2 separate regions of the Sus scrofa genome follow, and region 2 is linked to region 1. Evidence: chromatin contacts called from public promoter capture Hi-C data. All regions are on one chromosome and are shown on one strand. Each heading gives the region's core, a stretch centred on a gene start, on an enhancer-like site or on the middle of the called end of the contact. The rest is flanking DNA. Distances are from core to core; before and after follow the strand shown.

The links. Promoter capture Hi-C pulls out the DNA fragments that hold promoters and counts their contacts.
Region 2: a contact with region 1 is called in a promoter capture Hi-C map of fetal liver, with 3 times the contacts expected there. The contact joins the promoter of ASL here to the promoter of RABGEF1 in region 1. A contact is called at or near these places in 1 of 5 promoter capture datasets (fetal liver) and 1 of 2 datasets of contacts at active chromatin or transcription factors (alveolar macrophages).

What each region holds. Positions count from the first base shown.
Region 1 is chr3:16,373,516-16,381,103 of Sscrofa11.1, reverse strand. RABGEF1 (rab5 GDP/GTP exchange factor) reads left to right here and starts at 4,500. Exons shown (of 9, transcript XM_003124438.6): 1 at 4,500-4,624.
Region 2 is chr3:16,632,848-16,640,435 of Sscrofa11.1, reverse strand. It overlaps ASL (argininosuccinate lyase), which reads right to left and starts at 2,955. Exons shown (of 17, transcript XM_021086360.1): 1 at 2,840-2,955; 2 at 2,603-2,657. The coding sequence starts at 2,614. It overlaps LOC102161858 (a long non-coding RNA gene), which reads left to right. Exons shown (of 2, transcript XR_302139.2): 2 at 60-741.

The sequences.
Region 1 (7,588 bases), core at 3,251-5,750:
CCCTTCTTAGTGAGGGACCCAAGTCTACTAGGTGCAGAGGGGCCCTGCTTGGGGGACAGTGAGTGGAAGATGACATAGCAGGTGGCTCCCTGGCTGGGCCCAGGCTGTGGCGGGTGGGATGATCCAGGACAGCTCTGTCAATCAGACTCCTGCAGCCTACGGTCTAACCACACGGAGGCGCTGTGCAGCCCGGCCACAGGGGGTATGTGCCTAGGTCTGCAGCCCTCCTCCTGGGGCCCCTAGTGACAAGAGGCTAATCAAATAGGAGGCTTTTTTTTTTTTTTTTTTTTCCAGCTCAAGGGACATTGTGTGCCTGGCTTGGGGCTCATGGCCCTTGGGTCTCTACCCTGCCTGCATGTCCCTTTGCCATCATTTTGAAGATGACCTCTTAGCTGGCTTCACTCACTTTCCATTTCATTTGGTTAACTTACAGCATGTTCCTTTAGCTTGTATTTGCACACTTTCAATTCTCTATCCTTTGATGCCTTACCATTCTGGTTTTCCTATCATGTACTTTAGCTTTCTCTATTTTTTGAACTGATTTAGAGAGGTTTTAGAGATTTAGAGTGATTTTGAACTGACTTAGAGAGATTTTAAACTCTATTTCTAACAACTTTTGAAAAATAAAGCACATGCATGAAGAGAAAGCCAATGAAGGTATTTTTTGTTCTGAGCAAGGATAATGATGTGCTTTTTCCTTCTTCTCCAGTCATTTCTACAGTGATCTTATTAGCTGTGAACATTATGATTTAGATTCTAAAATCTAACTACAAGGAAAAACTGACAGGGTCATTATAAATCAGAGATCTGGGTTATCTGCTAGACCCAAGGGCCAAACCTTTATCTCCTCCTCCAGATGCACCCCCACCCCCGCCACGTACACAAAATCACTTTAGGAACAAAGCATTTCCACTTCCTCACACACCCATTCTTCCTGAGGAGTGACATGGTCTAGCGATCCTGGGGTGCCACCTGTTCAGCCACCTGACACCAAGTGAAAACAGGACTATTGTGCACCAGGGGAAAAAAAAAATCCAGCAAAACTCCGGGAAAGGTTACGAATCGCACCACCTCTTGAACCATCCCGAAGCACTCCACAGAAGGGGGCCGTCATCAGATTATGACGGACCTTTTCCAGCCTCCTGTGAGCTCAGCAGCACTCCGAGTCATTCTTCCCCAAACCATGACTTTCAGAGGCTTCCCTAATGCATTAGAGACCCTGATTCCCCCCTATATCAGGCGATCTCGGCAGATGGCCCAGCTCCAGTAGATCTTGGGTTAGATGTATTCATGCTTCTCTCAGTTATTATCAAAATCAAGAAACAGAGCCCCAGGAAGTTCCCGTGTAGCACAGTGGGTTAAAGATCTGGCATTGCTGCAGCCGCAGCTAGGGTTCAGTCCCTGGCCCAGGAACTTCTACATGCCATGGCTGTTGCCAACCCCCCCCAAAAAAAAAAACCACACACACACAACCCCAAAGCACCACAAAACTTGAAGCCTGACCTCCATGAAAAGAAACTTGCAAGTAGAGAGTCGAGTCGAAGAGATGGTTATACCTTTGTTATCTTTGAAAAGGGAGTGGGATGGTATCACAGTAGGCTTCAGCGCACGCTGCCGCCCCCCCCGCCCCCCCCCCCCGCCTTTTTGGCTGAACTTGCTTCCCAGGTCGGGGACTGAACCCACACCACTACAGTGACCCAAACTGCTGGAGTGACAATGATGGATCCTTAACCCACACAAGAACTCCGTCTTTGGTCCATTTGAGTTAATTTTTGTACATGGTATTAGGTAAGGGTCCAATTTCATTCTTCTGCATTTAAATTTTATGTATACTTTACAATAAAAAATAAAATTAAGTTTAAAAATTTGATGATAAGAACATAGTAAACTAGGAATAGCAAGGACTTTCCGCAACATGATAAAGGCCATTTTTGAAAAGCCCACTGGTAACATCAGAACATAGTGACAGACGGAAAGTTTTTTCACTAAGATTGGGAACAAGACAAGGATGTCTGCTTTCAGCACTTCTATTAACATGTTTTCACTTCTTTTGGAGAACCATCTGACCTCACCTTTCTGCAGAATTGGACTCTTCTGATCAATCCCTTGGCTTTCTCTCTCTCCTCTTTGCCTCCGTATTACTCCTTTTTTCTAGTTTTCCTCTTCTTCCCCCCGCCCCCCTTCTTTGCTAGCTCTTTTGACTCACTCCCTGATCTATTCTTAACCCGCTTTTATCTTCACTTTTTCCAATGGGACTGCTTTTTCTTTTAAATTTTTTCTTTTCAGGGCTGCACCTGCGACATGGAAGTTCCCAGGCCAGGGGTCGAATCAGAGCTGCAGCTGCCCGCCTACGCCACAGCCACAGCCACACCAGATCCGAGCAAGTCTGGGACCCACTCCGAAGCTTGTGGCAGCACCAGCTCCTTAGCCCGCTGGGTGAGGCCAGGGATCGAACCTGCATCCTCATGGATACCAGTCGGGGTCTTAACCCCCTGAGCCACAATGGGAATTCGCAGTGGGACTGCTTTTTATAAGTTGGTTCACATAAAAAAAAAAAAAAAAAAAAAAAAAAAAACCACATAAATTGAACTAAAGAATAATACAGTGAATATCCACATATCTATCATCCATCTCAAGAAAACATGGCCTCCTCAGTTAACTATACCTTTGGTGCCCCTTCTCAGTACCCTACCACCACCACCCCTTCTCTCAGAGGCAAGTGTGGTAGTTTGTTCCCTTAATGGCCCCAGTGAGTCAGACCTTCCTATGTCCTCACTTTGGCTAGTCCCTTCCCCATGGCCCATTACCTTTTGACCTCCTCTCCTACCTCCCCTCCATTCACTGCTACACAGGCTGGTGATGTCCAGAGGGCCTCTGCACTTGCTGTTCCCTGCACCTAGAACACTTTTGCCCAAATAGTTGCATAGTCACCTCCTTAGCCAGGGCTTTGCTGTCCACCCAAAAACCTCAGTCTTCCTGGTTGACTGGCTGGCCTTCCTTGCATGATTTTTCTTCAAAGCAATCACTGCTGTCTCATGTACTATTGTACATAATGTATTTATTATTTACTTATTCCCCCCCCACCACCTCTTCCCTAGAATGTAAGCTTCTCAGCATAGGTACTCCCCCACCCCCCCCACCACTTTTTAACAGTCTGGTATCCTTGGCCTAGCACACACATTAGGTGCTGTAGGGGAGGGGAAATCATTTTCCCTCTGCTCTTCTAAGTTATAATAAAAGAGTAATAAGCAAAAAAACAAACTGAAAATTATTACCATGTATACCTCACACATACAAAGGAGATACCCTGAGAAAAGGCTTAGAATGCCCACTTAAATACCATTTTCCAATAAAGAAAAAACAGGAAAGGTGTTTGTGTGTGTGTGTGTGTGTGTGTAGGGGAGACCAGTTATGGGAGGTGACCAGGGGAATAAAAATAAGCTTAAGGTTTGTCATGCAGCTCTAAGTCAGTGTCTTATCCATAGTTGAGCTTCTAGTGACCTAAGAGTCATCCTTCTCTCCCAGGTACAGAGGGAGACCCCTTTACTAACGTGATCTCCTTCATTAGCTTCATTTCCTGTACAAAAGGTTAACTTCTGGTTTGTTTTCAGGGCTTCTCTGCTTTCTCAGAGGCATATTTTTGGGTGGCATATTCTGCTTCCCTACAGAATTTAGGAATAATCTGAGGAATGAATCAATCTCCATTTGGCAAATAATGAGCAAAGACTGAGAAATTAGACAACCTGTCCAAGATCAGAGGCAGCATTTAGCAAACCTGGTATTCCAACTTAGGTCTCCCTCCAGACACTGTACTCTAGTATTTTCTTTTCTTTTTTCTTTTTTTTTCTCCCAGTCGTGGCTGCACTTTGTGCCATAGATACCATCCAGAATACAGAGGCAGCCGCTGTCTCCAACATTCCTGAAATGGGAATCACGGAGAACTGGATTCCATTTATGACTCGATCATTAATACTGTGTGACACTGGGTAACTTATTAACCTCTGGAATTCAGTTATGCTCAGCTATAAAACCTGCTTCTAGGTCAGTCACTCTCTTTAAGGTCCTTTAAACTCAAACCACGTTCAAAATCCTAAGATCCGTGTGAAGCTATGGGATTCATTACTTTCTCAGGCAGCCTCATTCCCCACAGACTGCAACTGTCCACTGGCCCAAAGACTTCTCTCCCGCAGCCTTTCCAGTGCCTCCCATTTCGAGCTAAGGATGAGCAGCGTCTCTCTCAGTGGGATTCCCAAATACAGTGGGTGAGGAAAAGACAGGGAAACGCCGGCTTCTCCGTCGGCTTCTGAACGCTCCAGGTCAGGGACCCAGCACTAGGGCTGAGGGCGCCTCCTTCCTCATGCCCGACGGCTTTGTCGCCACTGTCATCCACGCCAGCCTCGCCCTCGCGCCACCCAGGGCAGATGCCGATGGGCACCTACACCCTCCCGGCGAGCTCCGAGCCCCGGAAGTGACGTCATGCGTGCGTGGCGTGCGCTCGCGGCGCCGGGGGCGGGGCGTGCGAGAGGGAGGGCCGGCGTGAGGGCGGGTTGTGGACTGGCGCCGGGACCTACTCGAGCGACGCGGGGAGAGCTGCGGTCCCGACGCGGGTGGAGCAGCCGGCGAGGTACGGGGCGGACGGACGGGACCCGAGGGGGGCGCGGTTCGCGACTCGCGGTGGCGGTGCCGTCCCGACAGGGGCTGCTGGGTCATTGGTCTAGGCTGTCCACCCGGCCGGGGCCATCTCGCTCCGGTCCCTCTTGCCGTCCTTCGTCCCAGCCCAGGGCCCGGTGGCGGGGCCCTGGCCGGTCCCAGGCCGTCGCCGGCCCCCTTCATCCTCTGCGCGTTCGGCCTGCCGTTTTAGGGCGCTTGTCGCCAAGTTGCCCGCGGCCCGGCCCAACTCCGACGGACAGACGCGTCTCGTTTCCTGGCCGCCTCCTGCCGCCTGTCCAGCTCTCGCGGGATGGCTTCCCTCCGACCGGCTCACTCAGTCCAGTCGGCAGAGTACCAAGGGACACCTGTGGTGGTGACCGGCTGGGTCGTGCCTTGGGCTCCTTGGGGACCCGTCGCAGCCCGGCCTGGGCAGGGCCGCCGGGACCTCGGGAACCCGCGTCGGTCTCAGAGAGGGAAGGGTCCGGGAGCTGGGAGGATGCTGTCTTTCGCGGCGTGGGAGCTGGAAGACTGGTCCTAACTTTCGCCCTATGATTGAGGACAAAGTTGTGGGCCTGAGGTTAGGAGCACAAGTCCCTGCTTCCGAACCGTCTTGGAGGAGAGCAGAGGTGATGCTCATCACGGAAGTTTAGTCGACAAGGAGGAGGGACCCAGCCGCTTCAGGGAGTAGATCAGAGTCTGCTGGTGGTGTCTCAACGCTGATGGCCAAGCCCTGTGATTGGGAAATGTGTCCGTGGGCTATGGGGGCTCGCTTTGCTCATGAGCTTAGATGTGAAAATTGGTCAGGATGAGTTTACAGCATCACCTGGGGAGTCGTTTTTTGGATCTGAAGAGTTGTGGCTTTTGTTTTGTTTTTGAGATTAACTCATTGTTGTACCTTTTTCTGTAAACCTAAGGCTGCAAAAGTACACTTACCCCCCCCCCCAAGTCTATTAAGGTTACTAATAAGTAACTTAAGCAGTACCAAGGAAGCTTCCCAGAGGTGCAAGAAGATTTGATTTTTATTCGATCCATTTCATGACAGATAACGTTAGTTTTAAGAGTTACTGATTCTCAGGTGGAAAATTAAGAAGTGTTGAAGGATTTGAATTTTGGGGACCTTCCAAGCCATCATTTTCTTCTCCAGAAAGTAGGCACTTTAAGGGAGAAGGACAGCAGAGATCCTTGCCATAAATGTGAGCAGTGTGAGCTAAGAGAGGTCACTGAGGGGGGACACCCCAAGTGTCTGGAGGGACCGCAGGGAGTGAAATGTATCTGAAAGTGTCCTGAAGAATGAGTAACATTCAGACTAGCAAGATGGGGTGGGAATTTTAGGGGTAGTGGGAATGTGGGCGTGGGGCAACTAAAGGAGAAGAGGGCAGTAACTCCCGGGAGGTGGTTTTTGAAAAGTGAAAAAGTGCAGGGCAGAGCTGTGGTGGCTGATAGGGGAAAAGATGCAGGAGATTCTTGGGGGGCTTTTATCTGGTGATGGCAGGACCAGGGAAGGGTTTTAAGGAGGGTTATTTGCCTGGTTAAAATGGAATTTTATATAAGGCTTACACATAGGCTGCTGTGTGTTGACTGATGAGGGTTGTTCCCAGCATAGTGCTTGATTATGTGCTATTTGTATTTTAATCTTTTCTGCTCCTTAAATGAATTGAATTCTCTTCTCATTTAGTCATTGTGGGAGAGTGTCTGACCCTGCTTACTTGTAAGCTTCTATAAACAGGAATTCTGCCTGTATCTCTTTGCTTCTTAATCCAAGTTGGGCTTTCAGAAGTGTTCCATGAGGACTTGAGAAATCATTGATTTCCTTTTCTTTCTTTTTTCTTTTTTTTCTTTTTGTCTTTTGTCATTTTGTCTTTTGAGGGCCAAACCCAGGGCATATGGAGCTTCCCAGGCTAGAGGTACAATTGGAGCTGTGGCTGCCAGCCTGCACCCCAGCACCAGATCCGAGCAGCATCTGTGACCTACACCACAGCTCACAGCAACACCGGAGCCTTAACCCACTGAGCAAGGCCAGGGATCGAACTCACAACCTCATTGTTCCTAGTCGGATTCATTTCTGCTGCACCACGACGGGAACTCCTCTTTTTCTTTTTTTTCTCTCTATCTCTCTTTTTTCCGTTTTTGAGCCGCTCTTGTGACACAAGGAAGTTCCCAGGCTAGGGGTTGAATTGGAGCTATAGCTGCTAAAGGACTATGCCACAGCATAGTAGGTCCTAAACCTACTCAGCGAGGCCAGGGATCAGACCTGCATCCTCATGGATGCCAGCTGGGGTGGTTACCACTGAGCCACAATGGGAACTCCAAGGAATCATTGATTTCTGATTTTCAGTGGTTGGTTTTCAGAAAAAACATTTTTGATCAGTACTTATTATCTACATATAGAAGAACTAAGATATTGTTTCATTTACTCTTGTCAGTGTTTGACTAGAGAAGTAGAATTTTTGTGTTGACCACGTGAGTTTAATTGTTGGCACATGTGTTTCTATTGGCTGCAAAGTAAACATCTCTAGCAGGTTGACCCATCCCTAAAATGTAGGTGATACCTGTGTAGCATAACATACCTGTCTGCTCTGTGACTCAGAATGGAAATGCTATTAAGTGGCTTCTTAACCCAGCAATAAACTTGTCACCCTAAAAAAAAAAAAAAAAAAGGAGTTTTACAATAGAGGCCAAACATTTTGAAAGGCTTATTAAATGTTCAGTTCTGTCATAAAGCATTGTAGAAACATTATATGTGTTATTTCATATGACTAAAATGCCTTGAAATAATCTAGACTATTGTTGAGTCAACACTTGGAGAAACAACAACAGTCGACGTATCTTTTTATCCCATGCACTATTGTGTAGCTCTTATTTTATCTGTTTGTTTGGATAAAGCTCCAAAAATTCTTTAGGAAAAGGCTGTACTTTGTGGTGCTGCTTTCAAGTGAGA
Region 2 (7,588 bases), core at 1,706-4,205, 260 kb before region 1:
GCTATTCGAGGGGCAATGACAATAATACTAACATACGTCCCCTTCTCATTGTGTGCCAGGCACCATCGGCCACCCTCTGAAGGAGGTACCAGTGCTACTGCGCCACAGAGAGGGGCAGCCCGAGGCGCTAACCCCACACCCCATCAGGGCCTCTGCTTGCTCTGCTGCTCTGAACTTTTGCTTCAGGGACAGCGAGGAGGCACCTGAGGGGCCCCCTCAGTCTCACGCTGCCTGGGTCTCCCTCCCCCAGCTGGGGGTGGGGCTAGGTTCCCAGCGTCCCCCTCCCCCTCTGGAGAGCCCCCTGAGGCACCCTTTGTTATTGCCTTCTGGGAGGTCACTGGCTGACCCTCTGCCCCCCTGGAGCCAAGGGCAGAGGGATGGGACAGAGATACCTCTGTTTTGAAAGAGGGCATAGGTCAGGGCATGGGACAGATGGGGGAGGGGGCGCAGAACCCCTGAGGGGCAGTGAAACGCCCAGCATGCCAAGGGAGGTATGCCAAGGACATGTGTCAAGGACGGGAGGAGGGGGTGCTGGGCGGAGGTGGACATGTTACTTCACTGACATCTTTTCTGTGGAGGGGTGGTTTACAGTGGCCTCCGGGGGCATATGTTCTCCTCTGTCCCCCGGCAGTGTCCCAAACCTGTGTTAGCCTCTTGACCATACGTATGTTGTGTAATCTCTCTAACCCTCGGGGTTGCCTCTCTATGAACTAGGAATAACAATAACACCTTTTTGATGGAGTTGCGAGCGTTCAATTAGATTAAGCTAATGGCACACAGAGCACAGTAAATTCTAGGTAAATTCTTGGCCGGGGGCTGCCAGGGTCTGGGTGTGCCTTAACTCCACTCCTGGCACCATCGAGACCTCCACCATGCTCTGGACCCAGGCTCTGAGCTGACCCTCAGTGTGCAGCAGCCTTGGCTGCCAGAGGACTCTGCCCTGCAGATGCAGCTTCTGTGCCCCTCAGAGGCTGGACCCGCTGCTCAGCCCTCTACTGCCCAGCCAACCCTAGACCTCCAGCAAAGCACCACGTGAGGCCCTCCCTGGTCCTCAGCACGGGGGTCAGAGGGCCAGGCAGGGCCAGCCAGTCAGGACAGGGAGTCAGCCTTTCAGCCAGTGGCTGGGCAGCACCTCCCCAGCAGGTCCCTGGACTCCCTTCATGGGTTGTTCGTAATAACAACTACTTAACAAGTGGGGCTGCAGCCAAACCAATTAGTGCCAACCCACAGGACAGCCTGGGGCAAGCAGAGTCTCCTGAAGGAGGCCTACTCCGCATTGGACCTACTCCGCATCGGACCGAGCTTCTATCCCACTGGCAGGCCTAAAAGGACCCCAGGAGGATGTCAGAGTGAGGTGCCACCTCCTGGGCACTGAGTGAGGAGCCGGGTGGTGGGAGAGGGCTTTGTAAGCCAGAGCACATCTGGGCCAGAAGGGTCCCTTTGGGGCAAGGGCACAGGGACACCAGGTTGGGCTGGGATGAGTGAGCAACAGCCAATTTTGAACACCCGTGGGGAATAGCAGTGTTGTCACTCTTCGTGTCATTAACACCGTTTATTGAGCACCTACTATTGTGGGGCCCTGTGCTAGGCACTCTCCAGACGCTATTACACCCTCCCAGGAGGTGGGCACTGTTACCCCTATTTTACAAATGAGGAAAGAGGTTCAGGGAGGTTGAGTAACTACTTCAAAAACCAAGTCTCTTTGAATCCAAAGTCCAGGCCCTGCCATAGACCCTCCACCATGACCCAGAAGCCAGCAGGGCCGGTGGTCTTAGCCACTTTACTCAGAAGAACAAACTAAGGCCCAAAGAGGAAGTGACTTGCCAGCTCTGGAGGGCCAGAAGGGACTGGAACCCAGACCTCCTGCTCCCCAGGCCCAGGATTCCCTTCACTGGGATGGAGCAAACAGCCCCTTTTACCTGACGGGTTCAAAGCAATGACTTCATGATCCAGTACCTCACAGAGGCAGACAGACAGCTGTTATTATTCCCATCTGCCAGATACATCAACTGAGGCCCAAGGAAGGGAACCTGTGTCTTGGCCTCCTGCCACTGTCAGGACCCAGGAGTCCTCTGGCTCTGAGGGGGAGAGGCCAGTGAGACCGGAAGCCACCAGGTACTGGGGCCACAAGGCACAGTCCCCTACCTCCCGGCTCTTAACACAGGCAAGAGTCACGTGGACTCTGCTACACAGGCACCAGTTGCTACCAGGAGAGGGGAACACGATGGGGATTGACGGGGTGGGGTGGGGAGGAATGAGGAGGTAAGGGGGCTGAACGAGTGGGCAGCACCTTTTTCCTCCTGGCTTAGACCACTGTCAAGTCAGGTCAGGGGCACCCTCCTCAGCCGTGTGAGTTGGTAGGTTAGCCAGGGGAGGAGGGAGAGCAGACGGTGGTGGGGACACCGGGAAGTCAGGACAAAGTTCTTTCCTGGGGCTCTGGCAGGTGCGCCATGGGATACCCACCGCCTGGAGCCAGCGAAGACAATTACCAGGAGGGCGGCGGGAAGATCGCCTGCGCAGGTCACGCCCCGACCGGCCCCCAGGGCGCCCCACCCCTTCCTTTGGAGGCTCGGCAGATAGGCGTCCCCGAGGTCCCACTAACCTCTGATGCCATGTTGGGCGGTTCCTCGTCGTCCGGGAGCCTCAGTCCTCCGGGTCTGGAAGACAGGACAGGACTGAGGACCTCCTCGGCCCCCTGGCCGGGGGTCCCTGGGGCGAGGCGGCTCCAGGTTGGGGCACGGCGCTTGGTGTAGGCGGACGTGGGCAGCCCTAGCGCGCTCGTCCGGGTCCTCTACGTCCTCCGCTCCCGCCCGCCCCGCCTGTCCAGCCGCACACTCACCACCGCCAGGCTGCGCCGTGCGTCTCTCGGAGCCACCCGGCTGGGCTTTTCTGGCCGGGAGCGTCAGCCCCTGCCTGGCTCTGCCCCCTCCTCCTGGCAGCAGCCGCACCAATCCTGGCGGCCCGGCCTGGTGGGCGTTGCCTCTTCCCTCCAATCCGGACTGTGGGCGGAGCCGCCTCCGAGCTGCTCGGGGCTGATCCACCACAGGTAGGGAACCGTGAGGGTGGTGCCTGAGCGACCGTGCTCGAGACTGCAGACTGCCGCGGGCACAGGAGGGAGACCTAGGCTAGGGATAGAGGCAAAGACACTGGGCCGGGCCTGGCGGGCTCACTAGAGGTATAAGGTGAAATGGCATGCCCAATCTTTCATTCATTCAACAAGCACGTTCCCGGCACCTCTTCTGCACTAGATACAGAGTTAGACACTGAAGAAATGATACCTGCGTCAAGAAGCTCTAACAAAGCGTGGACAAGGTGTGCAGGGAGCACAGAGGGCAGTGCAGGGCGGGGCGTTTATCTGGGGGTTCTCAGGGGTCCTTGACACGACTTCAGCACGAATGAGAGCCTGGGTTCTAGGCGCCAGGAGTACAGGCTCGAACTTCTGCCCTGGAAGTGCCACATTCTGGGGGAGATGTCCCCTGAGCTGCGTCATAGAAGATGGGTCATTTTGCTTTTAGCTCAGCGAAAAAGGATTAGAACATTCCCTGCAGGGGGAGCAGCCTGGGCAAAGTCCTCGAGGCCAGAGACCAGAAGGTGAATGGCTTGCTTGGAGAACAGGAAACCGTCAGAGAGCCTATCACACAGGGTCAGGGGCTTGAGGACAGGGGTGGGGAGGAGAGGTGGGAAGCAGGCTGGGGCAGGTCAGGGTCTTGAATGTCAAAGGAGAAGGTTTGGTCTTGGTTCCATAGGTCATAGGGAGAAAAGACTTTTTTGTTTTTTGTTTTTTTTAATAGTTAACTTTCTTTTTTTTTTCCTTTTATTTTCCCACTGTATAGCAAGGGGATCAAGTTATCCTTACATGTATACATTTGTTCCCCCACCCTTTGTTCTGTTGCAACATGAGTATCTAGACATAGTTCTCAATACTACTCAGCAGGATCTCCTTGTAAATCTATTCTAAATTGTGTCTGATAACCCCAAGCTCCTGATCCCTCCCACTCCCTCCCTCTTCCATCCGGCAGCTACAAGTCTATTTTCCAAGTCCATGATTTTCTTTTCTGAGGAGATGTTCATTTGTGCTGGATATTAGATTCCAGTTATAAGTGATATCATATGGTGTTTGTCTTTGTCTTTCTGGCTCATTTCACTCAGTATGAGAGTCTCTGGTTCCATCCATGTTGCTGTAAATGGCATTATGTCATTCTTTTTTATGGCTGAGTAGTATTCCATTGTGTATATATACCACCTCTTCCGAATCCAATCATCTGTCGATGGACATTTGGATTGTTTCCATGTCCTGGCTATTGTGAATAGTGCTGCAATGAACATGCGGGTGCATGTGTCTCTTTTAAGTAGAGTTTTGTCCGGATAGATGCCCAAGAGTGGGATTGCAGGGTCATATGGAAGTTCTATGTATAGATTTCTAAGGTATCTCCAAACTGTTCTCCATAGTGGCTGTACCAGTTGACATTCCCACCAACAGTGCAGGAGGGTTCCCTTTTCTCCACATCCCCTCCAGCACTTGTTATTTGTGGATTTATTAATGATGGCCATTCTGACTAGTGTGAGGTGGTATCTCATGGTAGTTTTGATTTGCATTTCTCTTATAATCAGCGATGTTGAGCATTTTTTCATGTGTTTTCTGGCCATCTGTATATCTTCTTTGGAGAACAGTCTATTCAGGTCTTTTGCCCATTTTTCCATTGATTGATTGGCTTTTTTGCTGTTGGGTTGTACAAGTTGCTTATATATTCTAGAGATTAAGCCCTTGTCCGTTGCATCATTTGAAACTATTTTCTCCCATTCTGAAAGTTGTCTTTTTGTTCTCTTTTTGGTTTCCTTTGCTGTGCAAAAGCTTTTCAGTTTGATGAGGTCCCATGGGTTTATTTTTGCTCTAATTTCTATTGCTTTGGGAGACTGACCTGAGAAAATATTCATGATGTTGATGTCAGAGAGTGTTCTGCCTATGTTCTCTTCTAGGAGTTTGATGGTGTCCTGTCTTATATTTAAGTCTTTCAGCCATTTGGAGTTTATTTTTGTGCATGGTGTGAGGGTGTGTTCTAGTTTCATTGCTTTGCATGCAGCTGTCCTGGTTTCCCAGCAATGCTTGCTGAATAGACTTTCTTTTTCCCATTTTATGTTCTTGCCTCCCTTGTCAAAGATTAATTGACCATAGGTGTCAGGGTTTATTTCTGGGTTCTCTATTCTGTTCCATTGGTCTGTCTGTCTGTTTTGATACCAGTACCACACTGTTTTGATGACTGTGGCTTTGAGGTATTTCTTGAAGTCTGGGAGAGTTATGCCTCCTGCTTGGTTTTTGTTTCTCAGGATTGCTTTGGTGGTTCTGGGTCTTTTGCTGTTCCATATAAATTTTTGGATTGTTTGTTCTAGTTCTGTGAAAAATATCCTGGGTAATTTGATAGGGATTGCATTGAATCTGTAAATTGCGTTAGGTAGTATGGCCGTTTTTACAATATTGATTTTTCCAATCCATGAACATGGAATATCTTTCCATTTCTTTACATCTTCTTTGATTTCTTTGATTAAAGTTTTATAGTTCTCGGCACATAGGTCCTTTACCTCCTTGGTCAGGTGTATTCCGAGGTATTTGATTTTGTGAGGTGCAATTTTAAAAGGTATTGTATTTTTGTATTCCTTTTCTAATATTTCATTGCTGGTATACAGAAATGCGACTGACTTCTTTTTTTTTTTTTTGGCTTTTTGGCTTTTTGTTATCTCTTTGGGCCGCTCCTGCGGCATATGGAGGTTCCCAGACTAGGGGTCGAATCGGAGCTGTAGCCGCCAGCCTACGCCAGAGCCACAGCAATGTGAGATCCGAGCCGCGTCTGCAACCTACACCACAGCTCACGGCAATGCCGGATCGTTAACCCACTGAGCAAGGGCAGGGACCGAACCCGCAACCTCATGGTTCCTAGTCGGATTCGTTAACCACTGCGCCATGACGGGAACTCCGCGACTGACTTCTGAATGTTAATCTGCTACTTTACTGAATTTATTAATCAGTTCGAGTAGTTTTTGGGTTGAGTCCTTAGGGTTTTCTATGTATAGTATCATGTCGTCTGCATACAGTGACAGTTTTATCTCTTCTCTTCCTATATGGATGCCTTTTATTTCTTTTGTTTGCCTAATTGCTGTGGCTAGGACTTCCAAAGCTATGTTGAAGAGCAGTAGTGAGAGTGGGCATCCCTGTCTTATTCCAGATTTGAGTGAGAAGGCTTTCAGTTTTTCCCCATTGAGTATTATATTTGCTGTGGGTTTATCATAAATGGCTTTGATTATGTTCAGGAATGTTCCCTCTATACCCACTTTGGCGAGGGTCTTGATCATGAATGGATGTTGGGCAAACAGATTTTCCAAGTCAGGGGAGGGAGTTCCCTTCATGGCTCAGTGGTTAAGGAACCTGACTAGGATTTATGAGGATATGAGTTCGATCCCTGGCCTCACTCAGTGAGTTAAGGATCTTAGTGTTGCTATCGCTGTGAGCTGTGGTGTAGGTCACAGACTCGGCTCAGATCCCACGTTGCTGTGGCTGTGGTGTAGGCCTAGCCTGGGAGTTTTCATATGCTGCGGGTGTGGCCCTGAAAAAAAAAAGCAAAAAAAAAAAAAAAAAAAATTGGGGATCCAAAACTTTTTTAGAAAAATAAATCTAGCAACAGTATTGAGGTAGGAATGGAGGGGAGAAGAGATCAATAGCTGGGTTACCTCATGGGTTACTGGTTTTTAGCCTTCCCTCAAGGGTGGAGTTACTTGGAGTTGCTAGAATGCATCTGGTGATTGCAAGCTTTCCTAAATGCTCTTCCCTCTGCCTGGAATGCCCTGCTCACTGTCTATCTTGCTACTCCCCTTCATCCATCAGTATTCTAGCCAAGCATCTTCAGTGTTGGGAAGACTCTTGCTGAACCAGGTGTCCGGCTGCAGGCTCTTGTGGGGTCTTGGAGGAGCATCCAACAGTCTTTCCCCGAACTAGTAGCATGTGGCTTCTGGGCTTTCTCCCCTACCCTACTGTGAGCTCCTTAGAAGCAAGGCTCGGCCTCTTAATCCTGACCCCCAGCCCTCTCCTTCTTCTCCCACAGAAGCCCTAGAACTGGGCTGCAGGAGGCCACAAGGTGGGCAGGGAAGCCCTTGAGACCAGCCATTGGTCCTGACAACTAAATGTTGTGGCAAATCCCTGGGATCTGCCTGCTAGTGCCTGACATCCCTTCCTGCAAAAGTCAGTGGTACTCTGCAAACATGAGGTCCCTTTCCTGAATATCCAGCAGCACGCAGGGGGCAAACCCTTTGGCAAATGAATGGAGGCTAAAAAGGGTGTTGAGAAAGCGGTAAAAAAATGCTCATGGACTCACTGTTAAAAGCCTCATGAACCTGGATATATATGGATGTGTGTGTACGTCTATGTATAAATATATAATGTATATATTAGCTTTATTGATATTCAGTTGATATACAATAATGTATACATATTTAAAATGTATAATTTGCTATGTTTTGACACATATACACAAATGAAACCACGCCGTTCTCAAGACAGTGAACATATCCATCGTACTCCAAGGATCCTCATGCCTCTTCA